Regions from separate parts of the Rattus norvegicus genome. Here region 1 is linked to region 2. The links are chromatin contacts, called in public Hi-C maps. All regions are on one chromosome and are shown on one strand. Each heading gives the region's core, a stretch centred on a gene start, on an enhancer-like site or on the middle of the called end of the contact. The rest is flanking DNA. Distances are from core to core; before and after follow the strand shown. Region 1 overlaps LOC134481798 (a long non-coding RNA gene). Region 2 holds the start of LOC120096689.

Region 1 (5,682 bases), core at 3,038-5,537, 110 kb after region 2:
CACACCCCACACCACACGTGTCCTAGAACTGATGCCTCCAGTGACAGGAGAGTAGAGAGTGGAGGGTGTGGAGAGCGGGAGGAGAGGTGGGGAACAAGAGCAACCGATTCTTAGATGCCGGGTCTAAGTCTGTGACTCATTTCTTCTGAGGCTCTGCCATCTTGCTCTAATGACTTCGAGTCCAAGCCCAAGAGTGCATTTACCTTTTTTCCATGTTTAAAGCTTTATTTATTTATTTTGCAGGGATGGGGACAGCAGCAAGGTCTTGCTACTGTGTTCTGCGCCACCTTTAAAGGTCATCCAAGACGTCACGATATGGAAGTCACAGCAAATATTTAATCTGAAAATAACTTTGAAATAAGGGTAACGTCAAAGATGACATCTGCAATCAGAGGAAGGATCTGTAAGTTAGACTATGGTTACAGCCGTTTACTGGCGTGGGTCCTTCCTCTCCTAGCTATATAAGCAATAGCAGCTGCTTATAAGAATGAGATATGAAACCATATCTAACACACTCACAGAGAATATGGCCAATGCATTTTAAATCTACTAACAACCGCTTATTTTTAGAATTGTGGCTAAATCAGAAGCTAAAAATACTGCGAGGAAAAAACTGACTGGCTCACAACTGTCCAGTCGTATTACATTGTAGCACTGATCGCCGGGACCAGCAAGGACTGTCATGACCCGGGGCAGATCACGAAGATGTGACCTCCCTCTCCCAAGTCCATGTGGGCACCGTGAAGCACATAACCATGTTTAGAAGGTGGCAACTTTCACAGGGAAGGGTCTGGAAAGGTAAAACATCGACAGTGTGCAGGATTGTGGTGACATCCGGGCATGTGTACAGGCAGCAGGGAAGTCATAGATACCAACATGTACAGATCAGCTGACCTATCAGTCGGGAAAGTTCTAGCAGTACCCATGCAATCACAACTAGATGGATACAAGGAACATGGAGCATTCTTAATAATCAAACAGATAAGAAGGAAAGTTAGAATCTTGACCATGGCTGCGAGGGTGCTGCTTAGAAAGAGTTGGCTGGCTTGGTTTTCTTTTCTCTTTCAAACAACACAAGAGCATGAAAGTATGAAGAGTTGCACTGAGTTCAAACGATGCTAACTTTCCTCTGACTCTTACATCACAGCCCACAGAAACAGTCATGAAAGGAAGCAATGCATTCTGGGCTAACAGTAGCCTGAGGTTTTTCTACAACCAAGCTTCGTGCCTGAAGAGCTAGTTTTACAGCATAGATCTCTCTTGGATCAAACCAGCACCCCTGGAGGTACCCAGAGTTCCTGGACGCAGCAGCAGGGTTCCCCTAATCGCTGGTTATTCTGTTTGTTGCCAGTTTGCCATATCCCATGAGGCCCACCTTGTACGAGGAATACCATCGTACCGTTTTACATAGACCATTAAGCAACAGCCGTGATACCATTCACTTAAAAAAAGAAACATCCTTGAGGTTTATGTGATCTGGTTTGGTTTTAGTATTCAGTTTTGAAATTAAGCCAACTGTGGAGGCGTGTGTCTGTAATCCCAGTGTGTGGGAGGTACAGGCAGGAGGATCAGGAGTTCAAAGCCAGTCCTGGCTACACAGGGAGTTAGAGGAATTATATAAGACCCTGACTCAACAAACAAACAACAATGTGTTGAGCTTAATGTGTCGAGCTGGAAGGTGGGGGCTGAAATGAGAACCTTGGCAATCTCTGCTGGATGTGCCAATGTGGCTGCCAGACAGAGCTGGGCTTTGCTTGAGATTCTGGAACATTCCATCATTCCGTCTGGATACCGCATGGTACAGATCAGGCTTCTGTGAATGGGGAACAGAGGCCCCACCCAGTCCCTGATTTGATGGTTCCTTCAACTGCTGTCCCCTGCTCATCTGCAGCGTGACAGGAAGAGCAGTGACACTTGCGGGGAAAGGAGCCATTGACAATAATATGTACCATTGCCTGTGAGGGAACACATGGCATATTTGTGGCCATTTGCTTAGGAAGAATTGCAGAGGGCTAGACCTCATTTAAAGGACTCGTTTTGTTTTCTGGAAAACAGACTGAAGGCCTGATCCTGGTACTGGTTACTTGGACCCCTGAAGTCGAGTAAGCTGCTGCCAAGGTGCCCTGGCAACAGTGAAGACTAGGAAATCAGGCCCCTTAGACCATGGAAGGCCTTCCCCACTACCTCTAGGCCCTGCTTGTCCGTCCTGGGTCCAGGGCATCAGGCAGAGAGTGCTTGCCCTGTTTTTGCCACCTGAGTACGTGAAACGATAACTCGGCCAGTATATACACAGCTTAAGGGCTGGGGTGTGTTTCTTGGTGGCTTAACAAATAAGGGGCAGAGCCGGAAATGATAGCTCGAACTTGTGATTCCAGCATTCCTTAGGAGTATGAGATTCAGGAGTTAAAGGTCGTCTCTGACTACATAGCAACTTCAAGGCCAGCCTAGGCTGCCTGCTACCCTGTCTCAATAAAATAAAATAAGGCTGGGGATTGAATATAACAGTGTAGAGCGTTTGCCTAGCATGGGTAAGACCCTGGATCTCCAGAACGACAATGAAATAAAAGATTTATTCACTCCAAGTTCTACAACTAGAAATTAGACTGATATTTGAACCCTGGCCCTGGACTGACTAAGTAATGCGGGATAAGTAACCACTGGATAACTTCTCAACAATCAGAGCAAAGTGTGCAGTGGCTAAGGGGTCCTTTCTTGCAGCTTCTGCAGCCTTTGGGACTTCCCTGGACCATGTTCCTCACTTCTGGGGTGGCCTCCAGCACCTCATATGCTGGTCGCTCCTTTAACGGAACTGAAAATACTTGCAGTATTTTGCAAAGGTCACCTGTTACTAATCATCTATCCTCCTGAGGACTCAGACCACAAGAACACACACATACATGTGAGAGTGTGCACACACACACATGTACACACACACACACGCAGGAATGCATGCACAGGCATTAATCTGGCTGGTTTAAAGGCAATGAGAGGCAGGAAAGTAGACCAATTGTAGAACACAGTTTCCAGAGGATTAAGTAAACCTCAGTGCAGGGCCAGAGAAAGGCTGGGACCTGCCCCCAGGGAATCAATTCTAAGGACCTTGATAAAATGAACAAAGCTAGGGTAAGCAAGAAGGGTTAAATGGGATGTTCTCTAGGAGAACAAACTAATTAAGTGGTTGGTCTTGTATACCGTTATTCTCAGCACCTTCCCGAGACGCAGTAGAGAGGGCCCACCAGGTTCAATGACCATCAATAAAGACCACCCATACCGCTTCAAAAAATATTTTTGGTTTTGAGGCTCTGCTCCTTCTCAAGGTCTTCCCCACCACTTTGTTGGGTTTCAAAAATCTGTGAAAATGACCCAAACTTTTATACAAACTCACGGCTGAATGACTAAAAGCATGGACTTCCGACGAGCCACACACTTGGAACACTGTTTATAACCAGCTAGGGAAACGTAGCCATCAGCTACCGCCTCGCTGGCTAATTAGGTCTAACAAGGCCTACTTCTCCTGACTTTTACCAGAATCAAATGAGAAGTGAATGCAAACTCCCTGGCACCGTGCTTGTCACACTGGGGCCTTTGTGAGTGACAGCGCAGTCATTAAGTGAACCAGAAAGAGGCATCGAGGGCGTGGCATGTGCATGGGCGTGGCGTGTGCATGGGCGTGGCATGTGCAAGGGCAAGGTATGTGCTTGCCAAGCGTTCGTGATGATCTGAGTTTCATCCCTAGCAGTTTTTATTTTATTTTTAATTATTTGTACATGGGTACGTGCACATATGTGCGTGTTGTGAAGGCCAGGGGCCTCATTTGACCCGGATGCTAGAGTTTCAGCTCGGTGTGAGTAGTTGTCCTTTGCAAATGCCGGAACCGAACTCCAATCCTCTAGGAGAGCACCCGCTCTCAGCCATCTCTCCTGCTCCTAGTGGTTTAACAGAGGCATTTCTATCTATCCTAAATCAGGGGCGACAAATCTATGAAACAATCCTTTCTGCGGCTCACGAATAACAAGGTATATTCAGTGGTATCCACCCAACTCTCTCAACAAGGTTCCTGGGCCTGGCTTACAACTTCAATGCCACAGTGGCCCAGAACCAGGAGGAGGGAGGAGGCGGGTATCACTGTATTATACACACAGTCATTTTCCCTCTGTTGAAAGTTGTCTGTCCCTTTGAGGACTCTAGTTCCCAGAGAGCAGAGGCCGCTGGGAAACAGGAAGTCGTGGTGAGCCAAAGAGAAAACCCCCAGATGGAGATCAGCAGTAAATCTCTCCGGGCTACACTGTGGTCCGAAGGCGGGAAATTCTTAGAGACGGTTAGTTTGGGAAATTCCCTCAGAGACAGAATGGAGATGGAAAACTGCTTGTGAAAAGAATCTGGATGAGAAAGCCAATTAGCAGTTGCCGGGGCGAGGCGGGGCGGGGCGAGATGGGGGTGGGATGCTTCAGCGCAGCCAACCCCTTACATCTCCATCCTGCTGGTTACCCCAGGGAATTAATGCCTGGTCTCCTGGCCTCTGGCCTGAGCCTGAGCCAGATTCACTTCCTGTTAGGCACTCCCGTGACCCCCGCCCACAACCACTCCAGTGGAAAGCAGTCACAGTTTGACCTGTGACTTTCCCCCATTGTCCTGCTTAGCAAGCTCATCAGGTTTTACTGGGTTCTAATCTAAATGTGACCTTGTGGTCACATTCTTAACTGCAGTTAAGCTCCAAGGGGCAGAGAGGAATCCTTCCCATAGGGAAGAGGGGAATAAAAAGAAGACTCACACGCAGATCTATGATTATGGAGGATTTAGAATGATATGTCCACAGATGAGCTGGTGCAGACATTGCAAAAATGCTTTGAGAAGGGTCCTGGCCAGAAATGCCTTTTCAACCCCCTATCTACCTCCACATGCAGCACACGTGGGTCAGGACGACTGCTGGGGCTCATAAATCATGCCCATTTGGAAACATAAACCACGCTCCTATTTGACGTTCTGTTGTATGTGGAGGATGAAAGTGGGGGAGGGGTGGGAGGTTGGGGTTGAGAGAAGTGGTTTTATAGTTTGTTTTTGCTTTGATTCTTAGAGACAGGGTCTTGCTACATATACCAGGCTGGCCTCAAACTCACTATGCAACCCAGGCTGACCTCCAAGTCTCGTCAAGCCTCCCACCTCAGGCTCCAGGGTGCTGGCATTACAACTGAACCTCACCAGATCTGGGCTTTTCTTTTTTTTCCGTGTGACTTAAATGGCTGTTTCAGCAAGATGACAAAAATGAGCTTTTGGTAGAAGAGAAATAAAAACAGACTCCCTTATGGCCATTTAAATTTATCTCACTATATACTTACGCAAATAGATCCTAAGCGTAGGAACGAATGTCTTAAAGGAGACTAGTAAGAAAGTGTGCTGTCTTGGAGCACATGTGCCCTTAACTACACCTAACCATTCTGGAATTGGTGCTGACAAATTCTATTTTCAAATAGTTTTGAGTGCCTTTAACACACCCTGGGAAGACCACTATTGTGATGTCTTCAGACTCTGTTCTATTCCTCATTCACCTTAATTTCTTTCTTTCTTTCTTTCTTTTTTTTTTTTTTTTTTTTTTTTTTTTTTTTTTTTTTTTTTTTGAGACAGGGTTTCTCTTTGTAGCCCTGGCTGTCCTGGAGCTGGCTCTGTAGACTAGAGCTGGCCTCT
Region 2 (5,812 bases), core at 1,906-4,405:
AGAGAGTCCTCTGAGGGCAACTTCCAGTGTCTGAGACAGAGCTGGCTTCTCACTGTGTCTGCATGGTGGAAGAGGTTAGGAGCCTCCCCTCACAACTGTCCCACAACTCTGTGACAGCCCAACCTCTCTCACCACAGGGAACTCCACAGAGTAAGAAGGTGAAGAAGTGGGGCCTGGGATTTCCCTCTGAACCATTAGCCTTCACATCCCCAGACGGCCACTGCTGATGGGAACTCTATTTGCCAAAACTGCCATAGAGCACACGTGCACACGTTCTGGTGGCCATCTTGAATGTGTTGGGTAAGGTTCTTTTTTTTTGTTTTGTTTTGTTTTTCTTTTCTTTTTTTCGGAGGTGGGGACCGAACCCAGGGCCTTGCGCTTGCTAGGCAAGCGCTCTACCGCTGAGCTAAATCCCCAACCCCTGAACAGCTTCGTTTTAAAGAGACATAAGACCCAGCAGTGACCAGGAGGCCCGAGGGGGGGGGGGTCAATCGCTTTATCTGTTCACTGATTGTGCTGTCCGCCTGCCTGCAGGTCTGGGGAGTGCTCACGATGAAGGCAGGATATTGCTTTGGAACCCATCTGCCCCAGAACTGAGCTCTCAAGGTCGGGAGCTTAAAACGGGGGTTTCTCTTCTAAAAGGTGCTAGGAATTGAACTGAGGACAATGGGGTCCTGTATTCCCCTAGACAGGCAAGGCCTAGATTGTGCTGGCAGCTCTGACCCAGTGGGAACAGAAGACTTAGCTGTTCTCACAGAGAGATTTGCCTTTTTCTTTTCTTTTTTCCTGTGCCTCCTAAGGAAGAAAGTTTTTCTCCCTGACCCTCAGGGTATGGCAGAAGTTGCAAAGGAATATATTTATAGCTGGTAACAAACTTGGGGTGTCAGCATCAGGTCTGGGAACCTCCTTCCACCACCCCATCAGAAAGGGGGTGGGGAGCAGCAACAAAGGTACAAGAGGGGTGCCTTGAGCTGAGACAGCGTGATGGGCAAGGTTTTATATCAACTTGACACAAATTAGAGTCATCCGAGAGAAGAGAACTCAGTTGAGAAATGCCTCCATAAGATCAGGTTATAGTAAGCCTGTATGTAGGGCATGTTCTTAATTAGTGATTGGTGGAAGAGGACCCAGCCCATTGTGAGTGGGGCCATCCCTGAGCTGGTGGTCCTGGGTTTTATAAGAAAGGGCTGAGCAAGCCATGAAGATCCAAGTCAGTAAGCAGCACTCCTCTGTGACCTCTGCACCACCTTCTGTCTCCAGATTCCTGACCTGTTTGAGTCCTGACTTCCTCTGTAATATGAACAGAAATGTGGAAGGATGAACCAAATAAACCCTTTCCTCCCCCAGCTGCTTTGAGCATGGTGTCTTATCACAGCAATATCAAGCCTACCTGGGACAGATAGGAAGTCGCTTTATGTTTGTGGAATGCATTGAAATAGCCCCAAGTCTCTAGCAAGGATAGGACTTACCTCGCAGGAAAAGAAACGGTGTTTGACGGGCTGGAAACCGCGAGGGTCTGGCGCCACCTAGTGTCTTCCTGGATCTTGTGGCTCATAGGACGCTCCTTTTTTTCTATGGAAACTGGCTCTAGCCTCCAAGGGGACTGAAATGAAGGAGACAGTTTTTCTGCAAGGGGCTGTTCTGCCCACGATGAGAGACAAGAGTTTGGTGGGAGACGCTGAAAAGCCACCCTCCTAATGTGTCCCAGACAAGATTGTTTTGGAGGGGAAGGAAGTAGGAGTGACTCATATGTAATATTTAGAGTCCAAGTCTCAAAAGATTGGCTCACACTAGGGGAAAAAAAATACTTGGCGCTATTTTATGGCTCCTGTACTCTTCATTTTCAACCCAGTTTTTAGAGCTCTCAGAACCAGTACAAGGGCTCTTTACAGATTCCTTCAATCTGCTGTTTCGGAACCAGCCAAATCTTGGTTGTCAGCCTCGCTTTTGTGCTGGCTCAGCACCTGACTACCCTCTAACTTTAACTTTCTACTAGTTACAGCCACTATTTGCTATTGCTCTCATTAAATTATTATCATTCAGAGAAACAACTAGAAGGGCTATTAGTACCCCCTATCCCGTTCCACACACAAGAAAAAACGGTGCTGGTGGAGAGAGGAGGCATGGGACTGCCCACTTCGCAACACGCACGCACGCACGCACGCACGCACGCACGCACGCACGCACCTGCAAGCGCACCTTTCCAAGGGGATCCCTGACCCATGCCTGCTCTAAGAGTCATTTACTTTTATTCTCTGAGTGTTTGCCTGCACAGACGTATGTGCACAGGTGCATGACTAGTGCCTCCAGTCAGAAAGGGGTGTTGGATCTTCCGGAAGGATGTGATGGGATTGGAGTTGCAGACCTTTGTGACCCACCATGTGGGTGCTGGGAACTCCTCTGTTAGAGCAGCAAGGGCTCTTAACTGCTGAACCACCTCTCCAGTCCCTGCAGGTTTTTGAAGAGACAAATATCTTTTACTTCCTGCCCTGGGCCATTCACTGTGACCCCCAAATAAGGGGTCTTGCTGTAAGCCTCTGCTGTACTCAAATGTCCTGCACCAGCCCTCAACACGGACACTTCCTGAGGCTGCCCTTCTCCGTGCTCGCAAACCACTCCAGTGGGCTATCCAGAGCACAGAGCGAATCCGCAGCGTCAGGAGCGTGAGTTTGTCTTTGTCTCCTGCTCTTTGGCTCTATGCAATGGGAAACTAGGAAAATAACCTGCCCACTCCTGCCTTCTGTTCCCTTCCCTCCCGACCCCCTCCACCATGCTCTGTCAAACAGACACACCTCCAGAGGAAGGTTCTGGAAGGCTGCTCTGGAACCTTACTTAAGCATTCAGAGTCTGAAATAAGGTTTTCATGGGGTACCACGCAGCAGCAAGACCCAACCCTGACAGGAGCCACAGGGAGTGGTCTGGAGATGTTGTGTAGGGGCAGGACCTGGACCTCAGTCCATCTGTTCCTCTCCAATTCTGTGACTTGTGACAGACTACTTAATGCCTCTCAGCTGCACCATGAAGCCCTCCTTTACCTGCTGCTAACATCAGTCGCTCTCTTCCCATCCTTACTTTTGCTTTCTTTGGTTTTAGGTTACCCATGGTCAACTAGGATTTGAGACTAGTGTTATTTTTTTTTTAATACTTTAACCTCTTTCCTGTCTTCCTTCCTGCTCCTTCCACTTTCAAAGTGACACACGCTAGTTATTGTTACACATATGTATATTTGCTTATAAGTGCACAGACATAGAAATGCACCCTTCCAAGTCTGTTTTGTTGCTGTTGCTGCTGTTCTGTGTGTATGGTTTCAGGGCTGACTACTTTGTATTGTTCAAACAACTAGGGGGCTCTTTCCTGGGAGAAGCTGTCTCTCTCTCCTCTCTCTCTCTCTCATCTTCGGTTGCCTGGAGTTCTTCGTTCAAGAGTCTAGTGTGAGATTTCCCCCTTCCGTGTTAGCATGTCTACTGATATTGCCATCCTGGACATAAAAGTACTGAGTGAAAATTTTCAGAAATAATCAATTCTCATACTTTAAATAACCATTATTGCAACATATTGTTAGAGTTGTCCTATTTTATTATGAGCTGTTATTGATTGGCTATTCTACCTAATGTCTACAATGTCTATAAAGGAAAATGTATTCACATAAGGGCACTGCTTGCTATTTCACTGTCTCGGAACATATCCTCCTCAGGTAAGAACCACTGCAGGGGAATGCATGTCTATGGAGCCTTGCAGGGTGTGAGGTGCATGAAGGTGTGGGAAAGGAGTGGTGTGAGTGTTGCAGAGCTCAGGGGGCACCCACTGTGGCCTTCTCAAACTCCTTCCCTCCCCACAAAGAAGTCTGTCTCCTTCAAAATGGATTTCCAAGACATAACACACACACCACAAACCTGACCTACACACACACACATACATACATACACACACATACACACACACACCCACAGACCACACACACACCACAAACCCGACCTACATACATGTACATATACACACATACATACACACACACATACACACACAAACCACAAACCCAACCTACAATACAGCCCCACAGACCACACACACACACACACACACACACACACACCAAACCCAACCTACAATACAGCCCCACAGACCACACACACACCACAAACCCGACCTGCACACACACACACACACACACACACACCACAAACCTGACCTACACACACACACATACACACACACATACACACACACACACACACACACACACACACACACACACACTCGCCAGTGTTTCCCACCCCTAAAAAGTAATCAGGGCTGCTTATTTATTTTTTAGAGTTAACCTGGAAGACAGCTTTTCCAATAAGAGCGTGGTGGCTGGCCGGCCGGGACTGCACGCACGTCCCTTAGCGGAAGCAGGAAGGGCAAAACAGGAAGCTCTAGTCAGCATCCGTGATTTGCAGGAGGAAGGGCCCCAGAGGCTATTCCTGTGTGGCTGGAAGGACACAGAGGGGAATTGTCTGTGATCGTGCAGCAAGCTAATGCAGCCACAGACAGCAGTGCACCCAGCCTCACAAGAAGTATGGCACACAGATACAGCTTGGCATCCCCTCTCCCAATGCGCCCACTTTGAAAGTCTCTTGATTCTTCACAGGCTTTTGCTAATTTAAGACGCCTCCATGGCTTGGCAAATGTTGAGCTTCTCCACTAGAGAGGAACTAGCTTGGAGAGGCTCCAGGGGAACAAAGGCCTCATTAGGATCAATCATTTATTCCGAGTACACATGGCCAAAAAGCTTTATTGACGATCTTATATACAACGCAGTGGTAATTAAGACTATAATGCAAATGACTTCAGCTTAGCAACTCCCTCCGTAAAAAGAAATTTACTAAATTAAGTCTGAGGTTTCTGAAATTAGGTCTTTAAAAAAAAATCCCCTCTGTTATAATTAACCCCTCTCCTCCCTGCCATCCACCCCCTTGTTGATGAAATTAGTTTAAAATCCAAGCCACAGTTGGTGGTGCTGTGCACTGGTACAGTAGCACTGGCTCTTGGACATTCTGGTCTGTGATCTATCCAGGGAAGCCAGCGGGAGGGCAGGGGTCTTCAAGGCCAGTTAGAGGAGGAGAAAGTCCCGTCGGCAGAGAAGAGGCCAGTTAGAGGAGAAAGTCCCGTCGGCAGAGAAGAGGCTTTTCAGCTGGCGTCTGTTCTGTTTCTCTCAAACCTGACACAAATTAGCTTCCTTTTTAAAGAAGAAATGGCTGACCGCTTTGTTGCTCTGAAGGTGCGGGGGAGATCCACGCTGCAGAGGTCAAAGAGACAACGCTTAAACCATATAATCTGGGACCCCAGACCCTGTCCCCTGAGTTGCAACGGTCGCTGGCCTCAGCTCCTCTCTCCTGATCTGCCCCAGCAGAGGGCAATGCCCCCCCCCCCACCTCTGCCTGCCAAGAGCCCTGCTGAACTCTGGCCTGAGACAACTGTACCAGGAGCTCCAGCCTCCCTAACTTTAACCCCAGTTTGTCGTCACAACTGAAAAGGGACTGAAGTTGTCCTGAGCGTGACTTTCCTTCCAGAAGAACACATCAGCCTCTTCTATTTGGATGAAAAGACTTTGGGAACCACATGACTTGGTCAGAGCCGACCGCACGGCACCTCTCAGTGTTTAAAACCTTGAGGAAGGCTTAACAGCAGAGTATCTGAGGTCAGAGGCGAGCAGAATGAATTAATGACTCTTGTCCAAAACTTGCCCACCTCTGAGTGGGACAGGAAAGGGCTTTCCTCCCAGAAGTTAATGTGAAGATCCTGTGGTCGGTCGCCAGCTTCCTTCGGCTGA

Evidence for each region. A called contact is a pair of places that touch in the nucleus more often than the background predicts.
Region 1: a Hi-C map of Schwann cells shows a contact between it and region 2, with 4 times the contacts expected there. The contact joins the enhancer-like site here to the promoter of LOC120096689 in region 2. A contact is called at or near these places in 3 of 12 Hi-C or Micro-C datasets (the A7r5 cell line, Schwann cells and frontal cortex).

Annotation. Positions count from the first base shown.
Region 1 is chr14:99,396,159-99,401,840 of GRCr8, forward strand. LOC134481798 (a long non-coding RNA gene) reads left to right here. Exons shown (of 2, transcript XR_010057620.1): 1 at 1-4,318. Among named protein-coding and RNA genes, the nearest start is that of Peli1, 57 kb to the right of the region's middle. Within about 2 kb of position 4,288, at least 40 of the 93 cell types and tissues checked have an H3K27ac peak or open chromatin away from gene starts, as enhancers often do. A contact at or near this core is called in Schwann cells, where this site is marked.
Region 2 is chr14:99,290,985-99,296,796 of GRCr8, forward strand. It overlaps LOC120096689, which reads right to left and starts at 3,156. Exons shown (of 4, transcript XR_010057619.1): 1 at 1,470-3,156. LOC102549056 (a long non-coding RNA gene) reads left to right here and starts at 5,265. Exons shown (of 2, transcript XR_359731.5): 1 at 5,265-5,812.